2 separate regions of the Nothobranchius furzeri genome follow, and region 2 is linked to region 1. The links are chromatin contacts, called in public Micro-C maps. All regions are on one chromosome and are shown on one strand. Each heading gives the region's core, a stretch centred on a gene start, on an enhancer-like site or on the middle of the called end of the contact. The rest is flanking DNA. Distances are from core to core; before and after follow the strand shown. Region 1 holds the start of cpne4a (copine IVa). Region 2 holds the start of cmtm7 (CKLF-like MARVEL transmembrane domain containing 7).

Region 1 (5,009 bases), core at 1,826-4,325:
TGCCTACTTTCTGACTTCTTGACGTTTTATTTTTTGGGTGTGTTTTTATGTGGTTGTGCTGTCATGTACAGACCTCTACGTTGTGTCAACAGCAGTAAATGGGATTTATAAATGAGCAAACCAGCAGAACTCCACCTCCTCTCACCATATGACGAGCTGGGTTTCAGACTCAGACGAAACACCAAACCCTGAATCAGTCATGAAAACATTTGTTTGACTTTATTTATTAAATAAAGTCTGATCAGAGACATTAGGAAAGAAAAACCAGAAAGTCATAAAAAGTATTTGATGCTGATTTTACCCCAACAACGCTCAACCAGCTGTTTCACAATCAGCTCTTTGTTTACTAATTAGGTCACCAGTTTTTAATGTGTTCTGCCTATTTACAGTAAAAACAGTCAGCAGGACGTAAAACCAGCTGTGTGCTGTGGTCCGCTCCATCTGAAGACACGTAGGGGTTTCCAGGATCTGCTGCTACCATGGCGGAACCAAGATCCAAACACGTCCAACAGAAGGAACGGTTCAGGACGGGTCACAGTGTGGACAGAGAGACATCCGTCCACTGGGAGGCTCAAACTAACGCTGAGATGTTCAGAGAAAATCAGCTTAATCTGAGAAAAACGGACAAGAAACTTTTTATGTTTATTTTGACAAAAACAAGGAAGTGTTTTGAAGTCCACAGCTTCCTGTTTTGTTATACGCCATTATTTTTGTGTGTGTGTGTGTGTGTGTGTGTGTGTGGTCTGAAACGGAGATTTGAGAGATCCCCACCTCAGCTCAAACACACACCTACAGCAAGCAGGTGTTCTGGTTCTGGTTGGTTCCTCTCCAGCAGCAATACTACTGTGGGAAACACCTGATCACCACAGGAGGAACCCTCTGAAGGTGCCATGGAGCTAAGAATCTAACACTTCCTGTCAGGAGGAACGAGAAAGACCGTTACTGTGAAAGGACAACAGAAAGTGCTGATGATGACAAAGATTTGCTCCAATGAACAAAAAACTTCACTAACTTTATTAGTCAGTGGATCTATCACAAACCAGAGACCTGGAACTATGAAGTCCTGCAAGAACCTCAAACATCTCAGAGAGAGAACCATCAGAGGGCTGAGGAGAACCCATCCTGGACCATGAGATGATGATTAGATTGGTGAAGACCAGACTGTTGGTTCTGGTGAGTGCTGGTTCCTGGTCCTCCACGAGTTAGAAGAAGCCCAGAAGCAGCTGTAGGACTGATCCAGGATCAGATGAATGTCTCAGAATAATTATTAGTCCATGAAGAGGTTCTGTTGATTCAAGAACTCTACCCCCACCCCCCCACACACACACACCCACACACACACACATTTCCTCTTTTTACCCAACACTAGAGTCCAGAGTTCTGGGGTGGCGGATGCAGGCCTTGTCCCTCCCGGTTGCATCAGCTCTGAGATCTGCTGATGGAGGACTAACGGCCTTCTGCAACACTTTCAGTTCTGTCTTCAGCTTCCTGCTGGGTCAGGAAGACTTAGTCAGAGGTCCCAGACTCAAACACCACGCTGATCTGAGCTGGGACGGTGGCTCAGGGGTTAGGAGGTCACCCTTTAACTGGTGAGTTGCTGGTTCAAACCCACGCATCTGTGCGTGGCAGCCTCACCTTCGTCAGTGTGGCCTTGTGCAGCTGTGGCTAAGATGTAGCGCATCGCCATCAGTGTGTGAATGGATGAATAATTCACTGTGGTGTAAGGCGCTTTGGAGTCCTCCGACTCAGAAAGGTGCAACAAAAGGATCGGGTTCTATCCAGAGCCACAAGGTAACAGACCGGCCAAGAGCAAAAACCTCTGCAGCACAGTAGAGGTGTCAAGGGTCAAAGGTCATTTCTAATTCTGCTGTTCATCCTTCTGCAGAGTTTGTCCATAAGGAGTCCAGCAGGTTCCCTCTGAGGTCAAAGAAATGACAAAGTGCTGGGGGTATGCCTCAGTGGGATAAAGGTCAAAGGTCACAGTCTAAGACTCTACAGAACCCTGTTAGCAGGTGAAAGGATCAATGACATGATGTCATCACTAAAACGTTAACCACTGCTAAGTGCTAATTACGCTAGCATTAGAAGAACTCAAGTCTTTGTTGAAACAAGCTGAAACACGGTTCTGTTCCGTTTGGAGCAGAACGAATCAGGTGGAGCCCTGGGGTTGTGTGTTTGTGCTGCCAACAGCTTGTGTTTGTGTGTAATTATGTTGAGCCGGTTTCCTCACGATTCCTCTGAGGGAGAGAGAGTCAACGGGAATCTAGTTTGGTTTAATCCAGTCACATCTGAATGTTGAAGTCAGACCAAACAAAACTCACGAAACACGGAGACTCGTTTATGGTTTAGTTTGGTCTGACTCTAAATTCTGTTTCCTCTCAGAGTGGAACAACCAATGTTTTAATAAAAACAAACGAAAAGCAAAGAAAATAAAAAGAGTTTCTGGAGATGTTCAATCTTTCTATTCTCTGATTCATAAAAGTTAGTAAAAAAGTAAAGAAAAAATAAAGTTAAGGGAATTTTAAATTTAGGATCCAAATCTATTGTTGCCATTTTCCCTTCATGCAGGTAAAAGCGTCATTTTAGGCCACAGAGTTATTTTTGCACTGTATAAAAAACCAAAAAAAAAAACATTTAAAGCATGAGTGAGTTTTAGATCTTGACTCTTTCCTGGATGTGTGAGTAAAGACTCGCTGAGATCGACTGTCCAGCAGCTTTCGTTTAATGCTGATTAACGGATGAAACATTAGTTCGTTGGACCCAGGAACCAGGAAGATGATATAAAACATGAGAAAAAAAACAATTTCCACTCCAACTGGAGCTACACCAGAGGACAGATCTGGTTCTGGCTCCAGAACAAACAGAGCCAGAGATCAGAGAACATCAGAACCACTGGAGCCACAAGGTTCCCCATGGTGGAACTCACCACTTCACAGACTTTCAGGACGAAGCGAGTTTTATCCAGGAGTTTGGAGGGGACCTTGAAGCAGGAAGACTCTGGGTTTGGAGTAGTCGTGGAGGAGTAAACGTCGTTGGCCATGATGGAGCTGAGAGACAGAAACTGAGCGGTTAAACATCATCCATCCGTCTATGACCAGATCCCAAATCAGTGATTGATGTCTCCACCTTAAACCAGTAAACTAACTAATGGGTGAGCTGCAGACTAGCCTGCTGAATCCATCAAACATCTGGACTGAGCTCCTGATGTTTGAACTCAGTCTGTAAACTGGTGTCTGTAGGTAACTGTAGCCGTCAGTCAGACCAGAACGGCTGTTCTGACAGCTGCTGGTTCTGATTGGACCTGCTCCGCTCACCAGATCATAACCTGCTTCAGATCAAGTGAATCAAGAGAAAGTGAGTTTGCTGCTCCAAACTCTTCAAAATCAGAGAGGATCAGACATCATCGGCACACGGCTTCGGTTAGACTCAGGAGAACACAACCCGAGACTAAATCAGCTCATCTGACCCTACTTTTGAACATTTATTAGATAAATGATCACAAACATTTAAGAATGTTACCGCCTCCAAAACAAACCGCCAGTCATAAAATCCACAGGATAAAAACGACGGAAACAACTTTATGACTGATTTATGATTATTGTCTTTGAGTAAAGTTGTTTTTTCTCTTGATTCATGTTAATAGTCACGTCTGATCAGCTGTACGAGCATGTAACAGAACCTTTACTTTCACTTTACACGACTTACTATCAGGGGTTTTATTGGGTGATTTCCGAAAGATGAAAATGAAACTTTATTCAGTCGATTATGTGACTTTAAACAGTAACACAAGCTACTTAAAGATCTTTACTGAAAATAAAACTATTTCCGCCTGATTGACTTTAATATTTCCGTCTTCAGGCCTGTTGGTTTAAACACATGAGTTCTTACAGCAGAGCCAGGGAACTCGGATCGGTGTTTATTTCTACAGCTGCTCGTTTCTCCGGTAAAAAGGTACGATGCGAGTTCGGTTCGGACTGGAAGTAGCTAAAATAACCGCTGCAGCGGAAACTGGGCTTAACTTTTGAGTTAAATCATCCAACAGGCTTCCCCACAAACAAACAAACAAACAAACAAACTCTCTAAAAGACGAAGTTTGATAAAAGAACTCCAGACACGAGGGGAATCCCGGAGGCTCGGCCCAATTCAGCTCAGACTTAACCAAACCAGAAACTGGTCTAATTAGTAACGTTCATAAAAACTCGGATACATGAGAAACTCACCGTTCGGTTCCGTCCCGGTTCGGAGGGAAATAAAGTTTCTACAGACGTTTACACCAACGAAGTCACTTTTGTTTCTCTGTTACTTCCGCAATGAAGATTTTATTACGTCACAGTCAAGCGGCAAATGATGAGACATGCTTCCTGTCAGAACTTCAAAATAATAGAGGAAGAAAAATTAGCGCTTTCATTAGAAAATTTGCATTTAAATTTTTCCTCACCATTTGGTTGAATACATTTTTTATGGACGAAATGCTTATATTTTATACACATATGTCCTAAATTTCTTATTGTGTGTGTGTGTGTGTGTGTGTGTGTGTGTGCATGGACGTAATTTTCCTTTTAGAAGTGGGGGGGGGGGGGCACGGGGGGGGGGGTGTCTTTACAGTATGCTCTAATGGGAAACAGGCGTCAACACAAACGTTTGGTTTCCGCATGGTCCTAGAGCTTTCTGTAACTTTTGATGTCAGACCATAGACTAGGGGTCCTCAATTATAATGGTCCAAGGGCCACACATGTAGGGCCGGACGTGGCCTGCGGGCCGCCATTTGCGGACCACTGCCATAGACTGTTTATATAATACAGACAAATAAAAATAATTTCTTCCTAATGGATATAAAAGTATAAAACAAATATAACCAAAGAGCAATTGTCAAATATGTTATTTTTTTAAGTTTCTGCAAACACATCAGATTGTCACACAAAACTATAAATTAGAGCATCCTAAATATTTTAAGGCTCTGATGCTAAAAGCTTGGTTTATGCTTGATGCATTTACTTTCCGCTTGGTGA
Region 2 (5,009 bases), core at 1,413-3,912, 130 kb after region 1:
CTAAAAGCATTTCTTCTAAAAAATAAAAGATGTTTGCGCCATTGCCAGATGCTATTTTTTTTTTTACTACAACTAGAAATCTACCGCGTTGTGTGGTACAGTCGGGATTTCCTTCTTTTTTCTGATTGGTCATTTTTGAGCCTCCTAGTCCCGCCCCTCAAGTGATCTTCCAGCTAAAAGAAAAACTCAGCAGACTGGAGACTGTCTCCAAGATGTGTCTGCCACTCTTCAGAGCCATTCAGGATGGTGTCCAAAAGCACTTTGGTGAGATGATGGAAGACCCTGAGCTGACTGCAATCCTTCTTCCAAAGTTCAAGACCACCTGGACTGAGAGGCACGATATAATTGAAGCAGGTAATATTTTATAATTTAACATTATACCTTAATCTGTTTCTTATTCATTTCAATCCTGTCAACATACTTAAAGTTCAATTATACGAGTCTGTCGACACAAATTATAGTATTTGTAAGGCATGGATTACTAAAAACAATTCTTGTTGCATCTTCTATCAAAACTTAATTGCCAGATATATTAAATATGTGTTATGTATTTGTCATTCAACAGGTTTGATCAATATGAGAAGACATCTTGACCAGATGGCAGAGGCTGGGGCAGAGCAAGTCAATCAACAGTCATCACATCTTACACTCATCTTTGTTTAAAAGTGCTTTTCAGTCCATCGGTCCCAGCGTGCTCTCTATAATTAATGCTTCTCTGGTTTCTGGTCAGGTCCCTGCTTACTTTAAGAATGCTGTAATCCACCCGCTTCTTAAAAAACGGAGTCTCGACCCCTCTCTCCATAGCAGCTTCAGACCCATCTCTAAACTTCCGTTCATCTCCAAGATCTTGGAAAAGGTTGTGGCTAAACAACTCACAGCTGCTCTTGATGAACATAACATCTATGATTGCTTCCAGTCAGGTTTTCGTAGAGCTCATTCTACTGAAACAGCTCTTCTTAGGGTCTCTAATGACCTTCTGACCCACAGTGATGCAGGGGACTGTTCTGTTCTGGTCCTGCTGGACCTGAATGCAGCCTTTGACACTGTTAACCATCACCTGCTACTGGAGAGGCTGAGAGACTGGGTAGGCCTATCAGGATATGCCGGCGGGGGGGGGGGGGGGGGGGGGTCATTCAGGGAAAAGTCATGGGCTTGTGACTATAACCTAATTTATGTTACTAGTTTGCAGTGTAACTGCCTTTGTACGTCAATATGCATATTTGTTCATTTAATAAAAAAAAAACGGCCACTTTGACATTTATACCCCATTGTCTTTTTTTAACTATTCAGAAGAGCCCGTCCTTGCACAGTCAAAAAAGTAACTAAGTAACTTTTACTCTGACTACATTTGAAATAAGCTACTTTTTATTTTTACTTGAGTACATTTTGAGGCAGGTAATTTTACTTGTAATTGAGTAAAATTTCATGAAAGTAATTATACTTGTACTTAAGTACAACATTTTAGTACTCTTTCCACCTCTGGCGCTGGTTAACTGTTCCTGCGGGCTGAGTAACACCCGGATGTGGAGGGCTGAGAATGCCCACCAGGAAAACAAAAACAGAATAAAAACAAGAAGTGTTTTAAATCTTTTTATTTTAAGGATCCTGATCTTTACTCACTGTTGCTGAGCTTCCTCTCAGAAAGTGCTTCTCTAGTTTAGAATTAACTCGTCAGCTCCTCACAGGGAGACTTCCTTCCCTCTTTTGAAGGTGTGAGCTACAGGTTTCTATTTATCTGTGAGGTCCAAACGGGCTTCAGCAAACAAACGTGGCTTCTAAAGCCATAACGTGCTCACCGTCAGCGGCCAGTTGATGCATGGCATCTTGCCCTGCAGCCTGAACAGATGCATGAGGAAGAAGATGAAGAAAGCGATGGAAAACCACAACGCCACCACCGCGAAGTACTGGAACACCGCCCAGCTGGGCCACCCCTTAGCACAGCTGACACACACGAAGGAGATGAACAGGGCGAGCTGGGAGAGAAAAAGCAATCAGCTGTTACTTCTGTTGGAGGACACACACACACACACACACACACACACACACACACACACATATTAGAGACTAAAACAGTCACAGGACCAACATCACTCAACTACGACTCATCAGCTTCAACTAAGCAAATGATTCAGGAAAAAAACTCGCTGCCAGAGATGGGAGACCCACAACCTCCCAGGACCCCCCCCCCCAACACACACACGCTCACACACACCAGAGGGGGCCCTGTTGGCGACCCGGGGGTCCATCATGATATGACCCCAAGAACCTAATTTCTCTCGCTCCGTCCTTAACTGGACCCAGACCAGTTTTGCACGGACTCACAACAACCCTGCGTGGTTCCGGATTCGGTGACGGACGGACAGCTAACCTGCCCGGTGAGCCCGAGCCTACAACGGGGTGAAGCTCGGACATCACCCTTCCTAACCCGCCCCTCTCTCACCAGCTGTCCTATCTTCAGAAGTCCCGGGATGGTTCGGGCGTAGCCCGGGTTCAGGACTCCGTCACCGGAGGACCGGCTGCTCGCTGTGGTCGTGATGACGGTGTGCGACATGTGGACGGAACCACAAGGTTGTTTTAAAGCTGTTAAACCGCTGCGGGACTACCGTCGACCGGAGCCAGTCCGTTAGTTTACACCCGGGAAGCTAAACCCGATCAACACAGACACTTCCGGAAGGGTTTTCAGAATAAGACATTTCCAGCGTTTGAATGTGACTTGTTACAATCATCGACATATTGGTTACAATAGAAAAACTTTAATTGGTTCAGATGCCGATACGTATATAGGATATTACACGGTGCTTGATTATACTCCTGGTCCAGTCTAGAACATGTGACCCAGTCTTCTCCTGGATTCCCACCAGCCAGACTTTCTTACGTCTCTGCGCACTGATCTGGATCCGTTTTTCAGACTTTGTGAGGGACTGAAGCAGTTCTCTTCTTATTTTGAGTGACGCAAGTTTGTTAATGAAACGTTGAAAAGGCATCACCACTTCTCGTCGGACCTTTATTTTGAAGTTCTATTCCGGTGTGTACAGCTTTCAGGCGGCTTATTATGCTTGTGTTGACGGCTGTGTGATGTATAGAGGTGTGGTCTCCATCAGGAAGGACTGCAACATCATTATCTTCATCCTCATCATCATCATGTGAAATCTTCCAGTTGGGTCCAAACAGGCGGTTCTGTTTGGCTGGAGGGGAGTTTCTGTAACATTAACCCTGGTTCTGCCAGACCCAAACAGAACCAGGATCAGTTTCCTGGCTGCAGTTCTGCCAGACCCAAACAGAACCAGGATCAGTTTCCTGGCTTCGGTTCTGCCAGACCCAAACAGAACATAAGGCTCAAATAACAGTTTTTAAAATGTAAACAGAAGTTTTTGATGCAGCTTTGAAACCAAAATATCTGCTTTAATTATTAAACAAATATTTTTAAACTATTTGAAAGTTTCTCATTTTAACTTTCTAAATGCTGACAAACCAAACCGAAATTTACATCCAAACAAACGTTTTCTGCCAGAATGATGGGCGGGGCCTGTTTGGACAACATAAGCTGACCGATTAAATGTTAAAATGGACTTCCAAGACCTTATGACCCCCAAGGCGCTCTACAGCCCAGCCAGTCATCGGCCCAATCCCAATACTCACACTTCCACACTTGAGCCCTTCCATGGCGTGATCCCGACCAGGGGTCCAAGTGTATAGGGTGTCCCGATTCTCAAGTGCGGAAGTTGATCACGAGGCATCTCAACAGAGGCAAGGCTGTCATACACAGTTGCCACCAGTCCCCCCAACCACCACCAGCAGGTAAGAAGAGTGTCTTGCCCAAGATCGAGCAGGGAGTGAACCTGCAACCTTCCGGTAATGGGGCGGGCACTTAACTCCTCTGCCACTGTTGTCTTGATGGCTGCCAATCAGAGCAGCTTCTGTTTTACACAAAACTTAGAAGAAAAATGTCGCCTGAGCTGAAGTTTGGTTCTGAACAAAACTCATTTTAGACCATTTTCTGAACAGCCTCTGTTCAAAGAAATAGAGTTTATTTTCTTCAGGACTTTTCAAACTTAATAATAATATTACCGTTGTTTTTTATTGCTTAAGCACAATTTTCAAAACAGGGCCCGTGTTTTCAAAACACAGATCCTTTGCATAATTAAACGCTCTTGTAAAAACTATACACTTATGTTTAAAAACCACACTTTTTTACCATAACAAACACACTTTTCACATTTACCATACTCTGTTTGCAGGAGTTAGACTCTCCTGTGATAAACCCAAAACGTTTTTAGTACTTCTACTTCCCTATAATTAGAGCAGGCTACCATCAAGATAGTACAAATATAGAGCAAATCCACCAAAAACAACACAAGACCAATGTTGCACACTGAAGAAACTCATTTATTTCTCAACATGCCTAAAATGTTGACATGGAGGTTCATATTACTGTAACAACATGTCACTTTACGTATTGTACTGTAAGTTTACTGTTACCAAAAAATAAAAATACACTAGACATCGTCTCTTTGCCTAGCTGGATCTGGCCAGAGAATTTCATCAACATCGCAGGCAATGTTGTCATTAGCAAGACACCTTGGAAAGAAGTGTTGTGAATGACGAATCCATCCTTGTATTGCTGCTACCTCCATCTGGTCACAGGGCTCCTCCATGGCTTGGATGAGGGGTACCTCAGCCTGGAGACGGAGATCATATACCTTCCACCGCCATGCCGAGAAAAACTCTTCTATAGGGTTAAGGAATGGAGAGTATGGCGGAAGATATAGGATGGTGAAATGTGGACGTTGCTGAAACCAGTTCTGAACCAGAGCACAGCAGTGGAAAGACACATTGTCCCAGACAACAATGTATTGCATACAATCGATTTGATTTGCTGCTGTTACATTGTGCAATTGGTCCAAGAATGTAAGTATGAGTGCTGTGTTGTAAGGGCCCATATGGGCATGGCGGTGGAGGATCCCATTCTGTGTAATGGCTGCACAGTGTTATATTTCCCCCACGTTGCC

Evidence for each region. A called contact is a pair of places that touch in the nucleus more often than the background predicts.
Region 2: a Micro-C map of tail fin shows a contact between it and region 1, with 3 times the contacts expected there. The contact joins the promoter of cmtm7 here to the promoter of cpne4a in region 1. A contact is called at or near these places in 2 of 2 Hi-C or Micro-C datasets (skeletal muscle and tail fin).

What each region holds. Positions count from the first base shown.
Region 1 is chr5:59,339,919-59,344,927 of NfurGRZ-RIMD1, forward strand. It overlaps cpne4a (copine IVa), which reads left to right and starts at 3,076. Exons shown (of 16, transcript XM_070551801.1): 1 at 3,076-3,151. It overlaps cmtm6 (CKLF-like MARVEL transmembrane domain containing 6), which reads right to left and starts at 4,346. Exons shown (of 5, transcript XM_015949595.3): 1 at 4,221-4,346; 2 at 2,927-3,047. The coding sequence starts at 3,040.
Region 2 is chr5:59,474,142-59,479,150 of NfurGRZ-RIMD1, forward strand. cmtm7 (CKLF-like MARVEL transmembrane domain containing 7) reads right to left here and starts at 2,663. Exons shown (of 5, transcript XM_015949599.3): 1 at 2,441-2,663; 2 at 1,797-1,973. The coding sequence starts at 2,551.